Regions from separate parts of the Mus musculus genome. Here region 2 is linked to region 1. The links are chromatin contacts, called in public promoter capture Hi-C maps. All regions are on one chromosome and are shown on one strand. Each heading gives the region's core, a stretch centred on a gene start, on an enhancer-like site or on the middle of the called end of the contact. The rest is flanking DNA. Distances are from core to core; before and after follow the strand shown. Region 1 holds the start of Slc51a (solute carrier family 51, alpha subunit). Region 2 overlaps Gm34766 (a long non-coding RNA gene).

Region 1 (7,830 bases), core at 3,698-6,197:
AGCTCTGCTTCTGTCCTCTGCTGTGCTCTGCTCTGTCTGTCAGGAAACACGGCGTCTCTGCATACTAGGCGGGGGCTCTACCACTGAGATATTCTGCTGCACGCTTCTTTTAGGAAAAAAAAAAAAACTTTTAAGACAGAATCTAAGCTGCCCAGGCTGGCCTAGAACTTACAAGTCTCTTGCCTCAGCCTCCTGAGTAGCCGAGATGACACACCTGAATTACTGAGCCCACATATGCTTCTTTTATGAAATATTTAGCGTATATATGAATCCTACCTCATGACCAACCTTTTGTTGGCTTGAGGTTTAAAAATATCTTTTCTATGTCTATGTATTAGAGCTTTGACTTTGTTTATGGTACCTTTTGTTTTCTATACAGCAAACAAACAAACAAACAAAAATCCTGTGTTTATCTCATATAGTTAATGCTTGTGATAGCAACCAATTATGCTCATGATTGTTTGTGCTTTCCAGTGTGCCTGTGTGTGCATGTGTGTATAAATGTGTGTGTGTGCTCACGCAAGAGCATGCACCTGCTTGTGTATGCACGTGTGTCTGTGTGTGCATACCTGTGTGCATGTGTATACTCGCATGTGCGTGTATGTGTGTCTATGCAAATGCGTGTGCACTCAAATGTGCATGTGTGCACACATGTGTGTCTCTGTGTGCATGTCTCCTCCCTCTTGTATGTGTACTTACATACATGTGATTGTGGCTGCACATGCCAAGGTATGAATGTAAAGCTGAGGAGACACCTTTCATGAATCAGTTCTCTCCCTGGTTCGAGGCAGAGTCTCTCCTGTCACTGCTGTGGCACCACTGGCTCCAGGTGAGCTGGTGGGTGAACTGCCAAGTCCGTGTCCTGCCTTCCCTCCCATCTACAGCAGAAGTGTGCTATGACTCCAGACGCATGCCACCTCATCAGCCTTTTTATGTTTGTAACACAGGTCCTGGGAATCAAACTCAGGTCTTCAGGCTTGGGCCACAAGCACTGCTGAGCCATCTCATGGCCCTTTCTTAAATAGGAAATTATTTGCTGTTTCTAATCATACAGACAATTTCTATTTTTTTCTATATAAAAAAAGTTTGCATTTTATATCACCTTAATCTGACCGAGTTAAAGCTAATTTCCCATGAAGGTATTTCCTTGGGGGTAGCTGCTGTCTGGTACCTCTTCCTGGGAGCCCACACCACAGAAGCCTTCTGTGTGGACCCCCACGGAGGTCTGGCTGCCTGCAGACCTGCAGAGACCCTATCTCAAAGACAACCAAAATAAATGAATGAGTGAGAGAAGGAGGAGGGGGGAGGGGAGGCGGGGAGGAGAAAGAGGAGGAGGAGGAGGAGCAGCTGGAAGGAGTCTCCTTCTTCCTCTCTGAGTCCCTTTCCTGTAATTGCCACTGCTCAGAATCATACTCTCCTGTCTAAATATTCACCAGGGCTCCTGCTCCTTGGGTTGTCTGTATTTTCCATGTCTTTCTTTCCTGCTGCCCTGGCTTAGCCTCTGCTCTCTCCAGCTAAATAGGGTCAACAACCGCACTGTCTTCTCCCTGCTTCTCTGAGGCTCCCCCCTGCCCCTGTCATTCTGATTACTGATTAATGGTCCTTGAACACTCCATCCAGCCCTTCCCAGTCTTACAGCTCCAACTAGTGCCTCGGTCTTGAGGATAAAGTACAACCCTCGGTCTTGACCCCATTCAGGCCCCACCTCACCCGCCCAGCCCTCAATTACCTCAAGCTCCTCCACAAATAACCTTTGACCTTGCAAGATTTAGCTTCCCCAGTGTAGGGACCCCACTGGTTCATTCCATCTCCACTCCCACCCCAGGAATGCCCATCACTCTGCACCGCTCAGATCTCTCCTGCTCCAGCCTCACCAGACAGCTTGCTTGACCTTAACTATGAGACCTGGGGAGTTAACCTGCTTCCGAATCCTCTCGGGTTCTACCTGCACATGTAGTGGCAAGGTGACATGAGAATCAACATTGTGTGACACAGGCTTCAGAGCCTGAGTCCCGCTGACACTTTTGAGTTTATTCTGAGCTGTAGAATGCTGTGCTGTGACCTGCAAGTGGTTTAGTGGCCTCCTTGGCCCCTACATATTAGATGTTAAGGACAGCCAACTGCTGGGCAGTGGTGGCGCACTCCTTTAATCCCAGCACTTGGGAGACAGAGGGAGGTGGATTTCTGAGTTTGAGGCCAGCCTGGTCTACAGAGTGAATTCCAGGACAGCCAGGGCTACACAGAGGAAACCCTGTCTCGAAAAAAGAAAACAAAAACAAACAAACAAACAAACAAACAAAGGCAACCTCCAGTGTGGCCACTCAAACTGTCTGCAGACATGCCAGATACCTCCTGGGCTGTGAACTGCTGGTGTAAGATGTTTGTCCTGCTACCTCTACTCTCTAAATAGGCGGAGCTTTGGAGCTAGATGTAGCAGCCACTTGCTGGCACGTGCTACAGAGTGCCACAAGGTATCTCTGGACATCAGCAGCTGATAGCAGTCTGGCTCAGAACATCTGAAACAGAGCTATCCTTAGCTCAAGAACCTGGCCACATCTGTTTCCCACTGCACATGACCACACCCCCTTGCTTAGAAGGAATCTACTCTGGAAGGAGTCACCAAGAGGCTCACATCTCAGAAATAGTTAATCATGGTGTAGGAGACAAAATAAAACTGGCCTGAGCATTTTCCCTCCTAGAAGCACACACGGTCACTTTGCTCTCAATAGTTTGGGGGCCCAACGAATGAACTCAGTTCCACTTTCAAAAGCATTTCCGTACTGGGAAGACAAGGTTTCAGGTTTATCCAGATCAAGCCCACACCTCCCAACAGCCTCTGCCGTGCTGTGAGCTCTCTTAGGGACCATGTGCACCCTCCAAGGGAACTACTGCAGGGCTTGGGTTATTTGGTACCATCTTGAAAGCTGAGAACACAAAAAAAATGTCCCAGATCTCAGGGTTGCAAGTTTGAATGTGTCTTGAGACGGGTGAGTGGAGGCTCACTCTCAGGTTTGTCTCCTGGGCTAGATTCTCATACCTCACTGTGGCCCATTGATGCCTTGGGAGAGTTGCCCTTCTCCAAGACCTTGGCCATTTTGAACACCAGGCCAGCCATCCTCTCTGTTGACCAGATGGGAGCCAGCTTTTCTTAGCTACCGCAGCTGTCCTAGCTCCCAGCTCCTCCAGGGGCCCCCCTGACTCACCTCTCAGGAGCTGGGCTGCGGTGGGAGGGTGAGAGAAGCAGGCAGGGGAGATGCTGTAATTGGTCTCCAGAAGTTCCAGAAGCTCTGCTGTGTACCTGGAGAGACACGGGTCTGCTCAGAAGCAGGCAGCGGGGGAAGGGCTGTGGCAGACTACACAGTAAGCGCTTAGTCCATCTCAGAGACTCCTGAATGCAAGGAGATAGTCCACTGTTTCTCAAGGCCCTGGAGAACTGGCTTAGGCTGGAGTATAAAACAGTTAGCCAGGGGCAGTTCCATCAGGACAGTAGCTCAGTTGGCCAGGGAGGACGAGCAAGGGAAAGAGAAGACTCTTAACAGGCACGGTAACGCAGGCTTGTAAGCCCAGCACTGGAGAGGGAGGCTGAGGCAGGAGGATCTTAATGCAAGGCCAGCTTTAACTGTACAATGACATGGTAAGACTGTCAGAAAAAAGAAAAAAAGAAAGAAAGGAAAAAGAAAAAGTAAACTGGACTGTGGTAACAAACAGCTTTGGCTCCGGCACTCGGGAGGCAGAGGCAGATGGATCTCTGAATCTGAGGCCAGCCTGATCTACAGAGTAAGTTTCAGGATAGTCCAGGTTACATCAAAAAAGAAAGGAAGAAAGGAGGAAGGAAGGAAGGAAGGAAGGAAGGAAGGAAGGGAGGGAGGGAGGGAGGGAGAAAGGGAGAAAGGGAGAAAGGGAGAAAGGGAGAAAGGGAGAAAGGGAGAAAGGGAGAAAGAAAGGGATGGAGGGAGGGAAAGAGGAAGGAAGGGAGGGAGGGAGGGAGGGAGGAAGGAAGGAAGGAAGGAAGGGAGGAAGGGAGGGAGGGAGGGAGAAAGGGAGAAAGGGAGAAAGGGAGAAAGGGAGAAAGGGAGAAAGGGAGAAAGGGAGAAAGGGAGAAAGAAAGGGATGGAGGGAGGGAAAGAGGAAGGAAGGGAGGGAGGAAGGAAGGAAGGAAGGAAGGAAGGAAGGAAGGAAGGAATGAAGGAAGGAAGGAAGAGAAAACAAGAAAAGAAAAGGTAATCCCGTAGTATCAAGATGAGCCTGCCCTCTGTTTGTCGGGGCTTCTGTGCTGTCAAGGATCGCCTCCTGCAACCCTAACCTCTGTAATCTTTCCCTGCCCATGTTCAGAGGCAGTTGACAGCCCTGAAGTGGCCACACATGACCCAACCCCACAGCTTCCCTGAGGCCCAAGGGGGACTGTCAGGCAGATTTCATTCTTATCTTGTTTGGCGTGCTCGAAGTCAAAGGCCCAGTGAGCGAGTCAGGGAGGCCAGAGCCTAGGGGCTGCTGCTGCTGCTGCTGTTTCTTAGCAGCTGGCTCCCAGCCCAAGACCTGCCACCCTTACTTACCTGGGGTCAAGTTTGATATGAGTCCTGCCTGGCTCCATCCTTCTTTTCTCTCAGGCAGACGCTGAGGACGAGGAGGGTCAGGCAGGGACAGCCACTGAGGGGTGGCGAGGTTTCTGTCCCGTATTGAGGCTCTCAGAGCCTTGTTCAGAGCTGGGTGAAGGCTAAACAGTAAGCGGAGCCTCCACGCCTGTTTCATTACCTCCTCAAGCCTCCAGTGTCAAGCTTTTTATCTCAGAGTTCACCCCTGAGGAATTTGATCCTCTGTGCTGTGCCCAGGCTCCTGACTCCTCCCCACAGCTTAGGCGCGGTCCCTTCCACCTCTTTCAGACAAATGCGGTTGATCACAACCTTGTAGCTGAACTACCCAACCCTTCCTTCCAACTTCATGTTCCCTTAAGGAACCCTCTAAGGCTCAACTCACTGGACCCAAGAAAAAAATTCCCTGATAGGTCAAGAAGAGAAGGACAAAGTCCTCACGTGGTCAGTACTCTGGGTGATCCTACAGGGGAAGCATAGACTCCATTGGCCTTGGGGAGACTCAGGGATGAGGTCTTACTGTGTCACGTGGCTTAGCACGTGGTGGGGGTGGCTGGCTGAAAAGGCCAAGGAGGCCTGTGTGCCTCTGTTGCTGCTGTTTCCAGACAGTCTTTCTATGCACTAGCCCTAACTGGCCTAGAACTCATTATGTAGACCACGCAGGCCTTGAACTCACAGAAACCTGCCTGCTCTGCCTCCTGTATGCTGAAATTAAAGGTATGTGCCACCATGCCTGGCTTCTAGGGGTTGCTTCTTAAAAGTCAGTCCATCTTGTGTTGAGAAGGGACTTAGCTACATAGCTGGACCTGAAGACCAAGCCAAGTCGGGGCTGTGTAGCATCTAAGTGTCAGAGCTGTGTGGTCAGATTTCTGATCACTTTGACAGGGCTTTATTTATTTATTTATTTATTTATTTATTTATTTATTTATTTATGGTTCTTCAAGACAGGGTTTCTCTGTATAGCCCTGGCTGTCCTGGAACTCACTCTGTAGACCAGGCTGGCCTCAAACTCAGAAATCCGTCTGCCTCTGCCTCCCAAGTGCTGGGATTAAAGGTGTGTGCCACCACTGCCCAGCAACAGGGCTTCATTTAAAAAGCCAAATTGGGAATGGGGAGATGGCTTGGCCAGTAAGCACTCACCCTCCAAAGAAAAAGATCTGGCTTTGATCCCTAGCACCCATATAAAAATGCTGGGTTTGGGAGGGTAAGTTTGAAATCCCACACCTGGGGCGGTGGGAATGGAAAGGTTCCTGGGCCTCTCTGGCCTTCCAGGCTAGCCTCACTGATGAGCTCCTGGTTCAGTGAGAGACCCCACGGTGTGAATGAGCAGAGATGAATGCACCAGGGTAAAGGGGGCTTGACTGTGGAGGTTCAGTGGGAGATTTGAGGGAGTGAGACCCGGGCCTTGGGAGCACTGAGTCCTTAGACAGTTCACCATGTCTCTTGAGTCCTGAAGTTTACCCTGCATACAAAGCACAGTTCTTGGGACAAGGCAATAAAATGCCAGGAGTGCAGGTCTCAGGGGCCCAGCTACCTCATTCCTGAGGTGGAGGGAAGGGCAGGAGAGGAAGCTAAGGATGCTGCTGAAGGTCAGTGACCTCAGCCACACCTCAGAGGCACAAGCTGACTCAAGCCACTTCCACTGGAACGTACCTCAGGTCATTCATCTGAGGCCGCTGAGAAGCCTTGAGCTGACGCCACTCACAGCCCTGGACTTTAGACTTTCCTGGAGGAGATAATTCTCAAAACTGGAGGGCAAGAGGGAGCTGGGAGGGGCTTGAGGCAAGGCCAGAGACCCCAAGGGAGATGGTACAGATGGATGGAGGCAGCCTAGAGGATGCTCCTGTCCTGCCCAATGTCTCTCTAAGTAGCTGTTTCTTTACGGTGTCTCCATCAGGTCAGGCCAGAGTCCTAGCCCTGCTCATCAAGGCTCCACATCTAGAAGGGCCCAGCCGGGCCAGGCAAATTCTTCTCCTGGACACCCTGGACTGCTAGCTGCCAGCCATATGTTTAGAACTAATAAGAACCAATCAACCTTCATTTATTTTTTGTAATAATTTAAATTAGCATATGTTCATTGTTTGAAAATAATGGCTTTGTTGTGTTATTTCATTTTTAGTTGGAGGCCAGCCTAAGCTACAGAATAAAATCCTATCTTTACATTGGTAAACAAACAAAATGGTAAAAAACAAAACAAACAAAGAAACCAACCCTACACATGGAACTATCTCATGTGGTATTTCTTTTTTATGGTGGCCTGCTTAGCACTTACCTAGCAGAACACTATCACATTAGTTAAGGCCTATTGGTAGTGTAATGTAGTCAAGGTCTATTGGTAGTGTAATGTAGTCAAGGTCTATTGGTAGTGTAATGTAGTCAAGGTCTATTGGTAGTGTAATGTAGTCAAGGTCTATTGGTAGTGTAATGTAGTCAAGGTCTATTGGTAGTGTAGTGTAGTCAAGGTCTATTGGTAGTGTAGTGTAGTCAAGGTCTATTGGTAGTGTAGTGTAGTCAAGGTCTATTGGTAGTGTAGTGTAGTCAAGGTCTATTGGTAGTGTAGTGTAGTCAAGGTCTATTGGTAGTGTAGTGTAGTCAAGGTCTATTGGTAGTGTAATGTAGTCAAGGTCTATTGGTAGTGTAGTGTAGTCAAGGTCTATTGGTAGTGTAGTGTAGTCAAGGTCTATTGGTAGTGTAGTGTAGTCAAGGTCTATTGGTAGTGTAGTGTAGTCAAGGTCTATTGGTAGTGTAGTGTAGTCAAGGTCTATTGGTAGTGTAGTGTAGTCAAGGTCTATTGGTAGTGTAGTGTAGTCAAGGTCTATTGGTAGTGTAGTGTAGTCAAGGTCTATTGGTAGTGTAGTGTAGTCAAGGTCTATTGGTAGTGTAGTGTAGTCAAGGTCTATTGGTAGTGTAGTGTAGTCAAGGTCTATTGGTAGTGTAGTGTAGTCAAGGTCTATTGGTAGTGTAGTGTAGTCAAGGTCTATTGGTAGTGTAGTGTAGTCAAGGTCTATTGGTAGTGTAGTGTAGTCAAGGTCTATTGGTAGTGTAGTGTAGTCAAGGTCTATTGGTAGTGTAGTGTAGTCAAGGTCTATTGGTAGTGTAGTGTAGTCAAGGTCTATTGGTAGTGTAGTGTAGTCAAGGTCTATTGGTAGTGTAGTGTAGTCAAGGTCTATTGGTAGTGTAATGTAGTCAAGGTCTATTGGTAGTGTAATGTAGTCAAGGTCTATTGGTAGTGTAATGTAGT
Region 2 (7,830 bases), core at 2,499-4,998, 220 kb after region 1:
TGTTGAAGTAGCTACAACTTTGAAAAGCCTTTCCTCTGGTGACCTGGAAGCCCCTGGAAACCTTAGCTCGGAGTTCCTTGCTGTGCTTTGCCCTTACCCTACCCTAGGGGTCATGGCGACAGCTTTGACAACATAGGGCCAGTGATGAAGCCTGCTTGGAAGTGGAGCCAGTGCCTGGTATGTTGTGGTGTTATTACCTAACCAAGCGGAACATATACTCCACGTCTAGGATGCTGAAGGAGATAAGTGGGCCTCCTAGTGAATACGGCTGTTAAGAAATATCTTTGCTATGAGTTTGTGCCTCCCAGTAATATTAGAAACTATACCCGTAAGTCTTACCAGCATGACTGCTCAACGTGAGCAGAGCCAGGAGGACAGCAACAAACACACCAGACTGCGCAGGGAAAAGCCCAGAAGGCCTCAGCCCTACAAAGAGAGCTACAGACAACCGAGTCAAGCTGGAAGCAAAAGAGGTGGCCCCAGGAAGAGCGTGACAATTGAGTGTCCAGTGCCAAATGGTCAGCCCTGAAGCATACATACAAGTAGTATATAGTCTCACAGGTTATATTTGTAAACACACACACACACACACACACACACACACACACAAGAGCACACACACAGAGTAATAAAAACTTATCCTTTTTTTTTTTAAGAATGTTTTTAGTTGGTTGTAGTGGCACATACTTTAATCTCAACACTTCAAAGGGTGAGGCAGGAGGATTGTTGCAAGTTCAAGGGCAGCTTAGAATATATAACAAAACCCTGTCTCAAACAAACAAAACAAAAAATCCAAACCAAACCAACCAACCTACCAAAAACCAAAAAAATACCCAAACCAAAACCAAACAAAAACCCCCAACCAACCAACCAAACAAAAACCAAAGACAGGATTGGAGAGGTGGTTAAGTGTCCTGGCTTCTCTTACAGGGAACCCAGGTTTAGTTCCCAGTTGCTTACAACATATGTTAGCTTCAGGCGATTTGACGTCCACAAAACCAAACCACAGCATATTAAAACTTTTTTTTGGAGAATACAGTCCACAGCTTCCATGAAAACTCCAGAGAAAACGATCTGATTTCATTTTCTTTGATGATTATAGAGTCCCCCCCCCCGCCCCCATTTCACATCTCCATTTGGAATTCCCCTGTTGGGGTGCAGCTCAGTGGTGGAGTGTGTCCTTAGCACGCCTGAGCCCTGGGTTCACTACCCAGGACCACAGAAGAAAGAAAAACAATTCATTTCCTTTATCAACCGGGGTGAAAGGTTTATGCGACCATTGAGTTAATCCCTTACCATGCATTTGAAAGTACCAGCGCAAATATTTGATCTCTTCTTCTCCTGCCTCTGATTTTTTTTTCAGTTGAGTGGGTAAGAAATCCAGTGGAGGTCATTTCCTCCCATGAGCCTTACCCTCAATCATCTTAAAAGAATGGATATTGATGTTTCGTCTTACAGTTAATCAGGCAGTGTATTGATAACCACCTGGCAGGCCAGGCACAGGCACTCTTCAGGGCCAGTGTCCTTTGTGTCCAGTATTGCAGATCCCCAGTTAGGGTGGGTTTGGACTTTCTTTTTGCTTTGAGACAGGCTCTCACTATGTAGCCCCAGCTGGCCTGGAACTTTCTCTACAGTCCTGGCTATGAGACCTGCTGTCCACTGCCTCCCCAGTGCTGAGATTCAAGGTATGCATCCTGACACTACACTTCTTTCCTGGTTGTTTTTCTGTTGTGGTGGCGGTTTTGAGAAAGGGTTCATTGTAGTCCAGCTGGCCTTCAACAAGGTATGCAGCGGAAGGTGACTTGATTCTCCAGTCTCCTCCTCTGCCCCCAACCCCGCCCACACCCTCAGTGCCAATGTTTGCCATCAGGCTGAGACAAGGTTGTTTGTTTGTTTGTTTTTTAAATCTGGTAAAGACTAATATTTTATAAAACTTACATCTTCAGAAGGCAAATTTCTCATGGTGGCAAAAAAGGTATCATGATTGCAGGAAAGATGCGAAGAAAGGAGAGTTAAACAGGTATAGCACATGGATTTTTTCCTTTTCTTTCTTTCTTTTTCTTTTCTTCTTTTCTTCTTGGTGGGGGGCGGGATGGTGAACTTAAACTTATTCTCTCATTAAAATATTATCAGGCTTGACCCTGCTTAGCTTCTGAGATCAAACAAGGTTTGGCCAGGCTATTGCAGCTCATAACTACCTACAGCTCCCGCTCCAGGGGAATCTGATGCCCTCTGCTGGCTTCTGTGGGCATTGCATGCATATGGCGCACATACACACAGACTCACACACATAGACACACACACACACACACACACACACACACACACACACACACACACACACACTAATAAATAATAATCCCTACCAATCTTACAGAACACCCAGCTGCAGAAGATACTGCAGCCTTCAACCTTCCAGTTAATCTTCACAACTATCCTGTGCTGTGTTTTATGTATGGGAAGCGGGACACAGAGACAGTAAAACCCGAGTGTAGGGTGCATTGTGCTCCCCATAGAGAGTTCTAGATGTGACTGTGTGGAGCCATCATTCCTCTGGATCTCAGCTTTACCATTTCAGTAACGAGGGCCCTGAATAATGACTTTTTTTCTTTTCTTTGAGACATAGTTTCTCTCTGTAGCCCTGGCTATTCTGAAACTAGCTCTGTAAACCAGGCTGGCCTCAGACTCACAGAGATCCACCTGTTTCTGCCTCCCAAGTGCTGGGATTAAAGGCATGCACCACTGGTGACATAAAGATGTTCCCTATGCTAGCTACAGAGGGAACAACAAGGTGCTTCCGAGGAAAAGCTACCTATGAGCAGAAGATGGTGGGCAGGCCCGAGCATGCGTGGGGGACAGACACAGACAGGCAGCAAACATCACTTGGAGCCATCATTTCCTGGAGGTCTAGAGAAAAGGCTGATTAGGTCCCATCGCAACACAACAGATGCTGGTGCTCTGGCGGTCAGGACAATGCTCTTGTGCCATCTCAGGGCCAGCATCCTGCCACAGAGCTTCTTAGGTTCCAGGCTACACAGGTCCCTCTGCTCGGTCTGAAGCCCCTGTGTCAAGCTAAATATGAGACCTGTCCTTTGTCTTCTGGACGTCCGTCTCCACGCCCCCCTCCACAGGACACTCAGCCTTGATGGGACATCGACAACAGGCTCCTGGGCACAGCCACGCTGCCCAGCAAACAGCTGCTTGCCACAGAGTAGCATTGCCACCTGCTTCTGGCTCCTTCTACCCATTCGTACTTACAGCCAGACGAGGTTCCCCTTCCTGTTGCTGAGACTGAAAATAATAAGGATGGGTTGTGCTGATCTGAACCTCACTGAACAACCCCAGTGTACACCTGCTTGAGACTGTAAGGACAGGTACAGGAAACAGTACACTTTGTGGCTTAATGTGAAATTGACATATATAACAGTTGGTTTGTTTTTACCTGTTAGATCGGCCTCATCATCCCTTGCAAGCCCCACCCCCCCCTTTCCCGATTGCCTCGATATTTTATGTTCTACTTGCGGCATAGCTGGACAAGGTTGGCTCTCCGCACACCTCAACCCAAAACTTGGCTGCGGCTCACACCTGCACATCTAAATCCCTCTTTCCTGAGCAGCTCAGGGCTCTATAGTTGGGTTTATTTCTGTAATCCCTTCAGCCTGTTTCAAGAGCGTCCCTCCCTGCTCTGGTGCTGGAGCAGAGGCTGCCTGAAGCACAGGAAGGCTTGTGGCTGACAGCAGGGTGCGGCAGCCCTGTCCCAGTTTAGATGATGCTGATAGTAAGCTTGAAGAGCTTGCCTTTGGTGGTGGCCACGGAAGGAGGGAATTGGAACCGACAGGATGGGCCAGCGGGAGGAAGCAGTGGACACCGGGACCCCAGTCTGCACTCCTCAGAGATCTGGGACCAGTGCTGGCCACCCAGCCTTCCTCTTGCGTAGAGCTGAGGAGGTCAGCACTTCTGCAGTGTTTCTCTAGCCTTCCGTTTCCTCCCTCGTTGGAAATGAAAACACGTGTTGTGGACTCCCAGGCAGAGGCAAGCAATAGCTCTCCCTCTGCCAGCTCACCTGAGTGTGAGGTTCTTTAGGGAAAGTAGCTCACGTTAAGAGTCCTCTGCTCTGCGAAGCGTACCTTACTCTGTCCTCTAGGCTTGTTAAACTACCTAACTTATCTGTAGATAGCCAGACGTTGTAAAGAGGGAGTCCTTACCACTCTCAGGGGCGCTAATCCTCCCAGGAGGGGCAGCTCCAGCAGAGATTCAGAGAGCCCCACAGAGAGAAGAAGCAACAAGCCTTTGGCTGTTTAGGAATTCTGTGTTATACTGTGGGTTAACACGCTGGCCCAGAGTGGACCTCACAAGCAGAAATTATTGGCCCAGAGAGATAAGACCTGCTCCTGGGCAGGGTGCAGACCCCACCTGGAAGTCCTTATCTCCCACAGAGCCCTTTTGGACTCTATAGAGTTTATGCAGCATGAAATCTTCATTAATATTCACTTAAACATTGCTCTGGGTTAAAGAGGTCATCATAGGGCAGCCATGTTAGCAACGGCGAAAAGCCAGAGGCACAGGAGGAAGGAGAGACCAGAGAGCGGCATGGCCCAGAAGGGGGTGGGGGTGGGGGTGGAGGTGGTGGTGGCGCTGATCACAGAGACCAGCAGTCACACAGGCAGGTGGAGCAGGCACCAGACAGGAGGGTGGCAGGACCTGGTGGGTGAGCAGCTGGTGGTGGGATGAAGCCATCTGATAGGTGCTACATAGTCTGGAGGAGAGGCAGGTCCTTGCCCGAAAGGGCTGGGTAGGGAGTGTGGGTGGGGAAAGAGTAGAGCAGAGGCGGTCCTTGGGGGAGGCTCCCACGCTGAAGACCCGTGTGCTCCCACATAAGACCGCTGTGCTCCATTTTTTCCATACGGATGTCCCTTCAGCCATTGTCCTAATCCTGTTTCTTTGGCCCCTCCTGGTTGTGTGAAGCACAATCCCCCGTGGGACCCTTCCACAGGGTAGCCCTCCCCACCTCTGGCAGCTCATCCCATGTCTTCCGTATAGCCAGGAGAACAGAGCATCTACGCTCCTCCCAGCAGACAGGAGCCTGGACAAGCTCATCACCCCTCAGCCAGCGTCCCAGCCTGCCATAAACCCATCACGGTTCACTTCCCACCCACTTCTCAGAGCAACCTAGGTGGAAACTTAACTTGAGACACCTCCTTACTTCCTTGTTCCTTTTGGCACCTGGACTGTCTCAGTCCCAGCCCCAAATCCCCACTGCGCCGGGGAGGGGGGGGCCCTCCGGGATTAGACCCACCCAATGTGCCCCAAAGCTTGACAGCTGAGCAGGAAGAGATCCACCAGACCAGTAAACCTGGAGTGGGAAGCAGCTGTCTTCCCCCCCTGCCCCCCCCAAGTCACACAGCAGGAAGTCTTTTTGACTATGGAGACCTCTCTGACCCCTGAACCAAAGTAGCACCCACATATAGAGCTCCTAAGATCAAAAGCCAGACTGCCTCTCTGTCTCAGGAGCTCTGCAGCACAAGGCCCACCAGGGTCCTAGGGCACCTTCAGTCAGACTGACTCTACGCCTTTCTAGGCCCCATTCTGATCTCATGGAGGCAGAGGGTGACTGGTTAACCTCACGGAGCCCCAATGTGTGTTCAGGAGCCTAGAGGGACCAGCTCCAGGAACTCCTTCTTCCTCAGAGTGGTTATGTGGAACTCAGGGAGGCGCTGAAGCAAAGCAGTGACGGAATGACTTGGAACGGGGCGCTAACCCTGTGGGGCTTGGCGTATTTGCTTTGCCAACATCTTATTGTTGTTAGTATACAGGCCATTCCACTGGCCTGTTCTCAGGGACCTAGTTACTTAAGTCATCGCCTGCCACTGCCAGGAGTGCCAGGTGTGTGCTGTGGATAAAAGGGCCCCCAGTCACCCCAGGTCTCTCCCCCTCTCCTCTTCCTCTCCCAGTTGTGCCTTTCTTAGGGGTACATTTTAGTATGGGCCTGCCAAAGGCATCCCTCCCTACACATATCTTTTATCATAACCATTGTCACACACCTGTACTTTGCTTACTCTGTTTCCATACCTAGAACACTCTTCCTCTATCCTTTATACCTATCTGATAGAGGATTTGTAAGCCGTATTCCTCCTTGTATGTGTGTCCACGTGTGTGTGTGTGCAAAAATGTGTGTGTGGTGGTCAGGGGTAAACCTTGAGTGTCCCTCTTCAGGAACTGCCCACTTTTTAAAAAAGCGTTTTGTTTTATGTATTTGTTTCTGAAGGTACGTACATATGTGTATGTAGCTTTGGATCTTCTGATCCCGGAGCTACATTTAGTTGTGAGCTGCCATGTGTGTGGGAGGTGGTGGCACTCAAACCCAGGTCCTCTGGAAGGACAGTCAGTGTTCTTAACTGTTGAGCTGTCTCTCCAGCCCTTCACTTTGTGTTTCTGAGACAGGGTCATTCACTAGCCTGGGACTCACCAGTTAGGCTAGGCCAAGTGGCCAGCAAGCCCAGGGCTCCTCTAGTTACTGCCTCCTCAGCACTGGGGTTACCAGGCCTGGTTTCTTTCTTTTTCTTTCTTTTTCTAAGGTGGGTTCTGGGGTTGAATGGCGAGCACTTGACTGCAGAGTCAGTCACCTCTGCAGCTCTCCGTATTCCTCTTAGGGAAAGACAGGGCCCTCTGTCCTCTGGCTTGGAAGTTAGATAGAAGCAGAATAAAGTCTTTTTTTTTTTTGCTTTTGGTTTTTCGAGACAGGCTGTCTCTGTGTAGCCCTGGCTGTCCTGGAACTCACTCTGTAGACCTGGCTGGCCTAGAACTCAGAAATCTGTCTGCCTCTGCCTCCCAAGTGCTGGGATTAAAGGTGTGCGCTACCACTGCCAGGCTAGAATAAAGTCTTGATTCTGCCGCTGCTACACGACTTTGGTTGTATAGATCATTTTTCATCCTCTGCCTTGATCTCTTTGTGTTTTTTCCAGATCCTTATGTAGACAGAAGTCTAGCACCTCCAGAGCTTAGTACATGCTAACTTGCTCACAGCACCCATCTCCACCCGCTGCCTGGCTAGCTCCTCCTGGCTGTGTCCGGCCTAGGTCCCTGTGCTCACACTACCCACCGCTCAGTAAGCACCCCTGCCTTGAGACCCTAAAACACTAACTAGTTCTTTCTAATGCTTACTGCCGTTATTAGGACATGTTTGTCTTCCCATGTCATCGCCGAGCCAGACGGGTGGGAGTGGACACTGCCTTTACTTCTGTTTCTAATTCTGTCTCTGGGCAGAGGCACAGCTTGAGCAAAAGAAGCGCTGGCTACCCTTCCTGTTTGATTTTAGCATCTGCACAACAGGCTAGCTACACCCACCACAGGATTTCCAACAAGAAGAGATAATTGGTCGCAGGAAAGAAAGGAAGGAAGCTGGAAAGTTCTTCTTTCCCAGCTTTCACGGTGCTGGAGGGGCCCATGTGAGACAGCAGGGGATAGCAGAGCCAGCGTGCTACATGCCAACCTGCCTGGAAGGTGAGCCTCCTGGTGCAATAGTGGGGTACCTGTTATGAGGTCACATAGCTTCCAGATGGGCTTTGAGGCCCGCTCCACAGGAAGGAAATCATGTCAATCACTGTAATTTTGGTTAACCCTTTCCTGACCCCTTCCTCTCCCCCATGCCCACTCCCATCTCCACTTTTCTGTCCCTAGTATTCTCTACTTTATTTTCACATGACACGTCTTCAAGTATTGACCCCCTTACGAACGCCACCACCACCTCGTCACCCCCTTTCTAGGTCTCTGACCTCTACTCCAACGTAAACACACAGATCTCAAAATTAGAAGCTAGAATCCACCCATGAG

Evidence for each region. Promoter capture Hi-C pulls out the DNA fragments that hold promoters and counts their contacts.
Region 2: a contact with region 1 is called in a promoter capture Hi-C map of pre-B cells, with 4 times the contacts expected there. The contact joins the enhancer-like site here to the promoter of Slc51a in region 1. A contact is called at or near these places in 7 of 39 promoter capture datasets (the C10 cell line, the HPC-7 cell line, HPC-7-derived erythroid cells and 5 more), 1 of 484 Hi-C or Micro-C datasets (embryonic stem cells), 1 of 115 datasets of contacts at active chromatin or transcription factors (embryonic stem cells) and 2 of 9 other capture datasets (liver and pancreatic islet).

The regions. Positions count from the first base shown.
Region 1 is chr16:32,482,932-32,490,761 of GRCm38.p6, forward strand. Slc51a (solute carrier family 51, alpha subunit) reads right to left here and starts at 4,948. Exons shown (of 9, transcript NM_145932.3): 1 at 4,554-4,948; 2 at 3,204-3,298. The coding sequence starts at 4,591.
Region 2 is chr16:32,703,578-32,711,407 of GRCm38.p6, forward strand. Gm34766 (a long non-coding RNA gene) reads left to right here. Exons shown (of 3, transcript XR_384827.2): 3 at 1-679. Among named protein-coding and RNA genes, the nearest start is that of Gm34766, 8.8 kb to the left of the region's middle. Within about 2 kb of position 3,749, at least 25 of the 459 cell types and tissues checked have an H3K27ac peak or open chromatin away from gene starts, as enhancers often do.